Linked DNA regions of Bactrocera dorsalis: region 2 is linked to region 1. A link is a contact called in public Hi-C data. All regions are on one chromosome and are shown on one strand. The core of a region is the stretch at or near the end of the contact, and the rest is flanking DNA. Distances in the headings are between cores, read along the strand shown. Region 1 overlaps LOC105229035. Region 2 holds the start of LOC105229035.

Region 1 (4,911 bases), core at 1,245-3,744:
AAAGCTTTTAAAAATCGTTTAATTTCATATTTGATTCAGTTGGGAGGATAATAAATCTAACTTATTTTAAACAAAAAAAAAAAACGTTAATTCCGGCTGCACTGAAGCTCTCCACAAATAAAGAAGTTTCCATGCAAGAACTTGATTTTCAAGATACCTTTCCACTTTGTTTAGTACATTTCCTTCCAAGCTGATGCTTTTATAAAAGCTTTCGCTTGGAAAAAGTTTCACTTGAAGATAACCTTTACTTTGACTCTTATACTAATTTTTCTTTTAAGTTATTTCAAACTTTGCGCAAAAGTTCTCGCTTTCCCTTATTTTCACCTTTTCTTAGCTAATTTCCTTCTAATTTGTTTCTTTTATGAAAGTTTTCGCCTGAAAATAGCGTTCACTTGAAGATAGATTTCACTTTTTTTCAACTAAATTCTTTTTAAAGCGAACACCAGTTCTTTCCAAGAGATTTCCATTACGAAAGTTTTCGCTCGAAATAAGCTTTCACTTAATGGTAGCTTTTACTTTTTCTTAGTATATTCCTTTTTAAGCTAACTATTTTACAAAAGCTTTCACTTCAAAATAGCTTTCATTGAAGCTAAATTTCATCTTCCCTAAGATAATTCCTTATAAGCTAACTAGTTTACAAAAGCTTTCGCTTGAAAAAAGCTTTCACTAAAGATAGTTTTCGCCTTCCGTAGTAAAATATCGTTTAACCTGAATCTTCTAACAAAACATTCGCTTGAAAACAGCTTTAAGCTGACTGTTGCACAAAAGCTTTCACTCGAAAACAGCTTTCACTCGAAAATAGATTTCACTTTCCACTAGTGAATTCTCTTTCAAGCTGTTGTTATGTTACTTAGTACCACAAATTACCCCGAAAATCTGCGATACTGTTTAATTATTTTTCAATTTGCATAATAAAATTCACGTTTTCGATTTACAAGAATTTGCATAACAACTTTATTGTTGTATTCCGTGTAAACCTCGATCACTTATTTATTGCATAAGCGTCTACGTAATCCCACCACACGCTGAAATGCATGCAAGCATTTCACTTTTATTTGCCAAAAATACTCAGAAAAGCGCATACTCGCCTGCTGCGGCTATTACTTACCCTAACAAGGGATTAATCTCATGCTTACACAAGTGTTTACACAATTTAGCATACCCACCAAGTACGAGTACATGCAAATTATTGCCCCAGCTCCACAACCACACGCCGCAATCAAACGATCCTTTCGCCCACAAAAGCACCCAAACAACCGAAAATGCAACTCTAATTGCAACTCCACCTCCACAGCAGAGTTTATCCACATATTTACCAACAACAACAATAACAACACTGACTGACAATCTAATAAGCCAACAAAATTTAGCCTTAACATAACGATGCTACAACCGTTAGACCAATATAAATGTTCGGCCACAACACGACGATTTGCACAATCGCAGAGCTTACAAGTCTCGCCTCAGCACGACGCGCCTCGCCTCGCTTCCCTTCGACTCAATTCGTCTCTTCTCACACACCACTTGGCTTCGCTCAGCCAACTAGCCTTGTCTACATTTAGGTTTGAAATTGGGATTGGTTTTCGGGTCTGTCCATATTTGATTAAGTAACCGCCGAGTAGTACACAATCAAAATTGTTACAACACAAAATTGCAGCTAGCAACAACAACACTTCAAGCAAACGATTGCGAAGGCACCGCTTTAAATGAACGAAATCGAAATCGAATTTGCGGCGTTTGGGAGGAAAATAATTGTGGTAAAGCGGCAAGAGGAGGAAGAAACAAAAAAAAAAATATAACAAAAACATAAAAAACGAAGGGGCATTTACAAATCACGATTTAATTTGATATTAAAATTCGGAAAAAAATTAAAAAAAATAAACGGAGAAACAATAGAAAATGTAACACAACAACAATAACAACACAGCCGCGATAAATATGTAACCACAAATGCCGGCTGTAGAGCAATAAATGAAGCCAATTGCTTACGAAAATGTACACAGAAGAGGCACAGAGCAAACAAAAAATGTTAAAACAACAACAAAAACAACTGCGAGCAAATAAAAAAATGTTAAAACAAAAATAAAAACAACAGCGATGATTAAACAACGTGACGGCGACAAGCTAAAGACGAAGCTATATTTAGCTAATTTTCGACAGTGTTGTTGCTATTGTTTTTGCTAGAGCCGCACATTCAAACAATTGAAACCAAAAACCAAACGATGCGCCAACAAGCAAACCAAATCTAAGAAATACAACAACAACCATGAAGTATCTATTAAAATGTAATAAGCTACAAAGAGCGACAGCCGCTTGAGAAAAAGAGGCAGCGGCTTAAGCCACAGACACAGTTGAGCTGCAAAAGTGCAGTTACTAAGCGGGTAACGCCGAAAACCAGGTCTAACCCACAGCTGTTGGCGCAAAGCACTTAAGCGAGTTGGCTCGTAGTCGCTGACGAAGCTGAAGACGAATGCCAGATCAGGTAGCCGACAGCAGACAGCAGCTCCCGAAAGCTGTGTTTTTGTTGTTATTGTTGCGACAGCCGCCGCTTATGCAATGTGTAGAGACGCTTACATATGTGGGTATGTCTGTTGGGCTGTGCGAACGTGAGCTCCACTTAGCACAGCGACAACGTGTTAATGTGGCAGCGCAGCCAAGCGGCAGTAGCAGTGGCGTTGGCAGCGGCGCATCGGCCACGCGTCGTCATCATCGTCTTCGGCATCGTCATCGTCAGCATTTGACTTTGACATACTTTTCCATAAGCGCGGGCCACGCAACAATGGCACAACAACAGCACACCGAGGAAATTGAGAGCGCAAGACAAGAAACAAAATACGAAACAAAAAACGAAAATGAAAATAAAATACAAAACAAAACTAAAGCCAAAAAGAATGAAAAAACAAAAATTTCGCTAAACGCCTAAGGTATTACGAGTATATCTCCGCAGACAGGTAAGAAAGAGTGTTTGCGCCAAGAGCAAAGCAGAGAGTTGGCCAAAGTGTTGAGCAAAGAGCAGCGTTACAGCTGGCTGACTGCTTGGCTGGCCCAGCAGCTTTTGGCAGCACATTTGCTAGTGGCCAATTTATCAATGAGTCAAAAGAGTTGAACGCTAAGCGAGCGGTGGCGCGAGCACACGGAGCGTTTAACAGCAAACCAGAAGAAGAATCAAAAGAAAAACGACAAAAACACACGCCGAAGAGCGGCCACAAGACAATTTGGCAGCATAGCCAAAGGCAACGGCAAAGAAAACTAACAACAACAGCAACAATAACAACAGCAACAACAACTATAGCAACAATATTGCGCAAAAGCCGGTTTCTGTGAGGTTTACGTGCGTTACAGCCGAAATGAGTAAGCGACCACGACCACGTTGTTGAAACTGTTACTTGGCGCGCTCTACATGCTGTCATCGTTGTTATTGTTATTGCTACAACACTGTACGCCATTGTATTTGCGCTGTGCATTGCTTAATTACATAAGCGTTTGGATGCCGAAAAATGCGCTACAGAAAAATTTCAACTGCAATGTGTCTATGATTACAACAAAAAACTATAACTCAGAGCAAAAGGGAGGGTATGCGGTTAAATTAATACTTAACAAAATTTATGTTTAACGGTACTACTCTTAGATGAGCGCAGTGGCTGTGCTGCAACTCACTATGTCTGTATTGGTGTGACTGTTAATGTTTACATGATTGCATAGCGGTACTTGTGTAGGCAGGGATGACTGTGGACTGCGCTGATTATCTAATATGTTAAAATTCGAAAGGACGTTTGCGCAACGCAAACACTCAATATTTGTAACAGCAAAGCTGCAGCGCTGTTGGTTGCGAAATAATAACGAAATTATAACGTCGGATTAATTTAGATACATTTTATATAATATAAAATATTGCAGTAATAAAAAATGTTTGAAAATCCTAATTAATTAACAACGGATTATTATTATTATTTTTTGTTGTTGAACAAAAAATATTCAAGTCAAAATTTCAACACTTTGTATGGCAAAAAAATAAACAAATTATTTTGAAAAAAAAAATTCAGAAATAGTTTTCAAAAATAGTTTTGAAAAGTAATTTTCAAAAATAATTATATTCAAAAATAATTTTGAAAAAAGAAATTTTCAAAAATAGTTTTGAAAAATAATTTTCAAAAGTAATTTTCAAAAATAATTTTCAAAAATAATTTTAAAAATAATTTTCAAAATTAATTTTCAAAAATAATTTTCAAAAATCAACAATTTTAAAAATCGTCTCTAGATCATTATCTAATTCATTTATTGTAATATTTTTTTCTATTTTTTGATTTTTTATTCTGAGCAGAAAAATCATACTCAACGCCGCACACCCTTTTTTGGAGGAAAATCTTCCAGGAGCTGGGATTAATAGTGATAATAAGAATTATCTACGCTCTTCGTCAAAAATATCCTAAAAAATATAAATACAAATATAAAGTAAAAGATTTGTTATTGTTTCTAACTTCAAGTGGCTAAGTAAATTTATTTATTTGTTGTTTCAATCATTAAATATTTTCAAGCTGCCAAACACGCCAACGCCTTCTAAATCACATTATGATTTCAGTCTATTAAACAAGTCTTCTACGTCGCAACAGCTGCATATTATCATTTCTTCATATCAAAAGTATTATTTTTGAGACAAAGAGCCATTAAGCTTACTTACGCACTCTCACACGTTATCAAGCCTTAAGGCGCCTACGTAATTTACCTATTTATCAAATTAGTAAAGTACCAAAAAATGTGTGCATTGCAAATGACATGCTGCTAAACCAACCTAATAACGACCCTGTGAAATTGTCAAGATATTTAACCGCGTGCTCATGCCGTAAGATATACCAACAGACCAAATTGTTGGGTACTTTAAGAAAATTTGAAATTTTGTATGTGAAAGACCTG
Region 2 (5,159 bases), core at 140-2,639, 51 kb before region 1:
TATTAAAATAGGTCTAGGAAATGAAACAATTAAAATGTTTTCATTGGAACTTAAGCAGATTTTTCACTAGATTATTTTCTAGTTTCGATTTGCTACAAATTTTGACGCTGTTTATGTTTTAAAAGTAAAATTGACTATATTATTATAAAAAAAAATACCGGAATGAGTCAATATACTTTGTTCTGTTAAAATTCAATTATTTATTCTATCAATTCGAGAAATGTAGTTTTAAGAAAAGCGCAAAAAAATCTGATTTCACGCTATGCGTTCACATTTACCTCAAAAACTAACCTTTATCAGTCCCTTCTAGGTATTTATAATAGTATATACTTATGTGTATTATTTGGTTATTACCCAAAAAAATTTTATTTTGAGTCTTTTTATTTAGCGCTACGAATTTTCAAGGGGTTACGTAGGTTTCCTCAGGTAAAAAAAAAACCTTTGTTCAACAATTTTTTTTCTCATATAAAATATGAAATTTTTTATTAGAATTTTTTATTGTTACAAACATACACTATTAAAAAAGAAATTCAGAAATTTTTGGAAAAAAAATTATTATAAACTCGACCATTGTGACATTTCCGGTGACCTCTCTGAAAAATAATACGCCCGCGTTGGCAGGATAACTTCTTACGGAATCACTCAAAGTAAAGCAAAAATACATGTTCTAGTCAGAACCTTTACTTGGACGAAGAAAAAAACTGAAAATTGTATTTTTACAAAAAATGAAATTTTCATTGAAAATTTCGCGAATTTTTTTTTAAATAGTTGTAAAAACTCATCGTCCAAGACTTTAAAAATTGTATCTCAAAAACCTGTGTAAAATTTCATGAAGATCGGTTAAGTAGTTCTCGAGAAACCAACCGAGACAACCGTCTTCCATAACACAGTTTCGAGAAAACGAGTTTAAAGATGGCGCACTTAGCGCAGCTAGCCTCGAGCGCACAAGTTTTCCGAAACTATTACTCGGATAAACTTGAAAATTTAGGACAATATTCGAGTGGTGTTGAATAATTTAACAAGTCAACAAAAAGTTAGATTATTTTGAAACCCGTAAACCCATGTAACCCTTTAATTGAAGGTTTCACTCAAAATTTGCCTCGAAGAATTTAACCAAATAATTTCAACAAAAGTTTGATCTATAATTGCGTACTTAATACAAAAACCAACCAGTGTAAGGTTATGAAACACTTCAATGACTTTCAATAATGGCCACATCACAGCTGGCATTATTTGCGCTGTTTAGCGCTCACCAATGCCGCTCCACGTAAAGTGCGCTCAGCTCAACGATTCTTACGTTTACAGTGCGCGCCCAATACAAGCGCCTACTGTGCGCTGTTGTGCTGTTACTCACTGTTTTTGGCGAGCAGTCTTAGCGCGGCACGCCATTCATTTCGGTTTCAGTTGAGCAGCATAAACGGCGCACGTTGGACGCTTTTCTTTGCGAATTTTTTAGTTCGACAAACGCGTTTTCTGTCATTTTCAAAGCAAAAATCAAGAACAAAAACACAACGCTGAAGGTGTGTGTATGCGCGCGCGTGTGTATGTGTGCGAATACAGCGTTGAAACGTCGAAGAAACGCCAGCGAGTCGTGGAGAACGTGCCAGACACAACAAAAAATATTATCATTTTTTTTTTACTTCTTGTGCTGTGCTGATTTTTAAGCAATTCAAATTGAAGGAAAACAGTTGTTTTTTCATTTTGTGTTTTTTTTTTGCGTATTTTTCTTATGTTCTGCTAGCGTGTACGCCGATTTTCGTTCGCTACAATACACGGCAAGTCAAGTTTGTTTGTTTGATGCGGAATTTTCATTTCTTACAATTAATAAAGCATGATCAAGAAATCGAAATCAAATCGAGTGTTTAAAAATAAATACGGTGTGTGTCCAAAAATACAATAAATAAATGTGTTACGGTGAGTGTCAGAACGTCACATAACGTTGGCGACGACGTCGAAGGCAGCTGGCTGGCTGGCTGGCTGACGTGAGTACGGCCAAGCAAAGCAAAGCAAAAGCAGTTACGTAAAGAGTGGAGAAGTTTATATGGTGTGCGAGTGTGTGTGCGTGTTTTTTTTTTATGTTTGTGGGCATATTGAAATGGTTACAAAACAAGTTGTTACGCCCATTGGCTAGAATTTTCCATAGCATTTATTCAATTTTCTCGCCAAAACACGCGTAATTTTCACCAGTGAAATTGTAGTGAAATTATTTGGACACCAATTTGTGCCAGCAGCTGGCAACAGCTGCAGTGGCGTTCGCAAATATATGTGGGGGCGTGGCTGTCTGCTATCCAAATGCTGTCAGCAGTCGCTTTTCCGTACAGGTGAGTCACAAAATCGTTAAAATTAATTATTTAAGCTTGCTTTATTGCTCGAAAAAACACTGAGAAAACAATTTATATATTTTCATAATTACGACTGTGTATTATGCAAGAAGCTGTGACGCAAAATTCAACTAACGCGGGTTCTAAGAAAAAAGGCGAGCACCAAGCAAACCCAGTTATAAAATCACCTCATGGCAAATACACAACACCAAAAGCACACACAAAGTCAATGCGCCGCTCTTTTGTCAATGTGTTGCACACAAATTGTTGTTGTAGCGCGCCTTTCAGGCGCTCTGTTTAGCGCAGTGCGCTTGTGAGTGCTGTGAGAATGTGAGTGAGTGGCAAAGAACGCTTTGCGACAGCCGCATGTTAAGCGCTGACTCAGTGTTGGCAATCAAATTTTGTTTTTATAACTGCAATATCACAAAAACAAGTGAAAAAAGTGCTAAAATACCCATGAAATACTCTTAAAAGGAATAACAGTGGCTTTACATGCCGGCTGTAGAGCGCACTGTTAAGCAGCTGTTAGGCTGCAAATTCATTCATTTCCAATAAATGAGGTTATGTGTGTGTGTGTGTGCTCCCTCTCTATCTCTCTCTTCTGAAATTGTGTTTTGCGTCTGTGAAAGAGCGCTTGTGTGTCATCTGTGTTTATGCGCGAGCGTTTGCAGGCGTCAATTGAGCGCAAAATATGCTAATGAAAAGCAAATAAACGTTGCGTCAAGGAAAAAATATATATATACATGACAATTTAAAAGCTAAAGCAACGCTAGTGTTTGCTTTGTCAACACACGGAACTCAAAGAACGCCAAAACACTTAACAACATTGTTAAAGCGCGAGCGGCATGGGAGAACGCTCGCGTCTACGCGTAAATAGATAAAAAAAAAATATTGAAAAAAAAAGAAAATTAGAATATAACAAATAAGAAATAACAAATAGAGAAATAAAATTGAATAAATAAAAAATAGCAAAACAACAACAAAGCTGCATCGAATTTGTGAGAACGCTTATAAAGTGCTTACGTGTTGTTTATATTTTTAAACAGCATTACTAAGCGTTATTTTGCCGTCTTCGCTGAAAATTCACACGAATCACAATATTTATTTTTTCAGCGCTGACGACCAGCGCAGAGTCATTGGTGAAAATTTCCCACATATGCGCCGACATGGCAGCGTTTGCGCTTAGACAAGTGCGCGCATTCCATTTTAATTGTGTCAATGTTTGACAGCCAAGCAACAACTGCCTCGTTTTTGCAAGTTTTTTATTACCATTTTTTATTGTTGTTGTTGTAACAACAACATTGCGCTTATTTCTTGGCCAATGCCGCCGCCATCCGGCCAGCAAAGGCAAGACACGCGGCCATTCCGCGTCAAGCCAGGCGCGTTCGCTCTCCTGCACGCGTAACGCGCGCTGCTCCTCCGCGCCAGTTACGTAAGTATAGGCAGGCTGGCGTACGTGTGCCTAACTGAATTAACGAGAAAAAGAAAAGATTAAAAAAATCGACGCAGCGCTCAATTGAGATGCGTAATCGGTGGCACATCTAACAGCCGTTTAGCGTTCGCCTATTGCTATCTAGCCGCATGTATGTGCGCGTGTGTGCGCCAGTATCCATTGAACTGAGCGGAAATGGTTATGTGTACGCATATAAGGCGACGTAACACACCTTTGTTGGTTATGAAATGAATGCAAAGTAAATAAGTTGTTGTATTTTGCTGCTATTTTCTTTTGGACTGACGCCACAGCTGGGAATCAAGGCGTGTGATTGACCTTCAAAATTTTATATTTCTTTGATATAAATGCTTTTAGATTGAAAATATGTATGTATGTTACATATAAGTCATTTAATTTCTGATTTTCTCAGCGCAATTTCACGCACTTGAAGTTACCAATACGCTTATGAAATAAGTAAATCTGATGCAAGCAGGCAAAAAGTGTGTTAAATTGTGAAATTATTGCGATCGTTGTCATTAATGTTGAAAGCTTTTGTGTGCTAGGGGTTGCCAAAGGCCTTTGAAGGTCGTCTGAGAAGTAATAGTAACTGCCATTGCGTCGCTGATATCAAGTGCTCGCTATAGGAGCGCAAAACTGCAAGAGTTCTAAGCATGAGTAGGCTTCTTCAGTGCTTAGATCAGACTTGATCCGAAGAGTAAGGTAATTGTGTGCGATTCGTTCGATTGTGAACATTCGCTTTTCCCAAAGCTTTCTGTCCAAATTTTCATGAACGATTTGTTCAACATGTTCGCTTGATATCACAGGAGTGTAAGCCATATGGATCAACTTAACTTTTGGGACCTTCGAAACAGTTTTGTGAATTTTTAATGACTTAATCCGTAAAAGCATTTTTTGTATATTTGGATGGCTCATTCTCCAAGATGGTAGGGTGAATACTTAATACTTAGACTACTCAGTACAGTCCTTTGCATTCCTGTATTCCGATAATAATTCCCAACAAATGCTTTGAACCTATCTCAAATATACCTTTATACTTAGTTTCCATTTCACCTTCGGTCCAAAGGTCTGTGCTCCGAGGTTGTTCAGCTTTGATCTGACAAAGGCGGAACATACGAGACGGATGTGTTGAGTTGATTCTAACTCATGCTCTTCCAAACAGTTTATGCTTAGTGGAGCTTGTACCCGTACCCATTCTGCTAAATATTCTGCAATACTGCTATGATAAGGTACCCAAATCAGGGTAATCATGAAGTAACCGTTGAAACCTCAATCTCGAGCTCATCATCGAATTAGATGGTCACCTGACTCAGTCATGGAAGACGTTGCAATGTTCAAGAACCTCGAACTCGAAGTTGATAGCTAGTTCCCGACAGTACACGCCTCCA

Evidence for each region. A called contact is a pair of places that touch in the nucleus more often than the background predicts.
Region 2: a contact with region 1 is called in a Hi-C map of whole body, with 10 times the contacts expected there. The contact joins the promoter of LOC105229035 here to the enhancer-like site in region 1. A contact is called at or near these places in 2 of 2 Hi-C or Micro-C datasets (both in whole body).

The regions. Positions count from the first base shown.
Region 1 is chr5:41,617,259-41,622,169 of ASM2337382v1, reverse strand. All of the region lies in intron 2 of LOC105229035, which reads left to right. Among protein-coding and RNA genes, the nearest start is that of LOC105229034, 50 kb to the right of the region's middle. Within about 2 kb of position 2,494, the one cell type or tissue checked has open chromatin away from gene starts, as enhancers often do.
Region 2 is chr5:41,666,685-41,671,843 of ASM2337382v1, reverse strand. LOC105229035 reads left to right here and starts at 1,389. Exons shown (of 7, transcript XM_049458401.1): 1 at 1,389-1,914.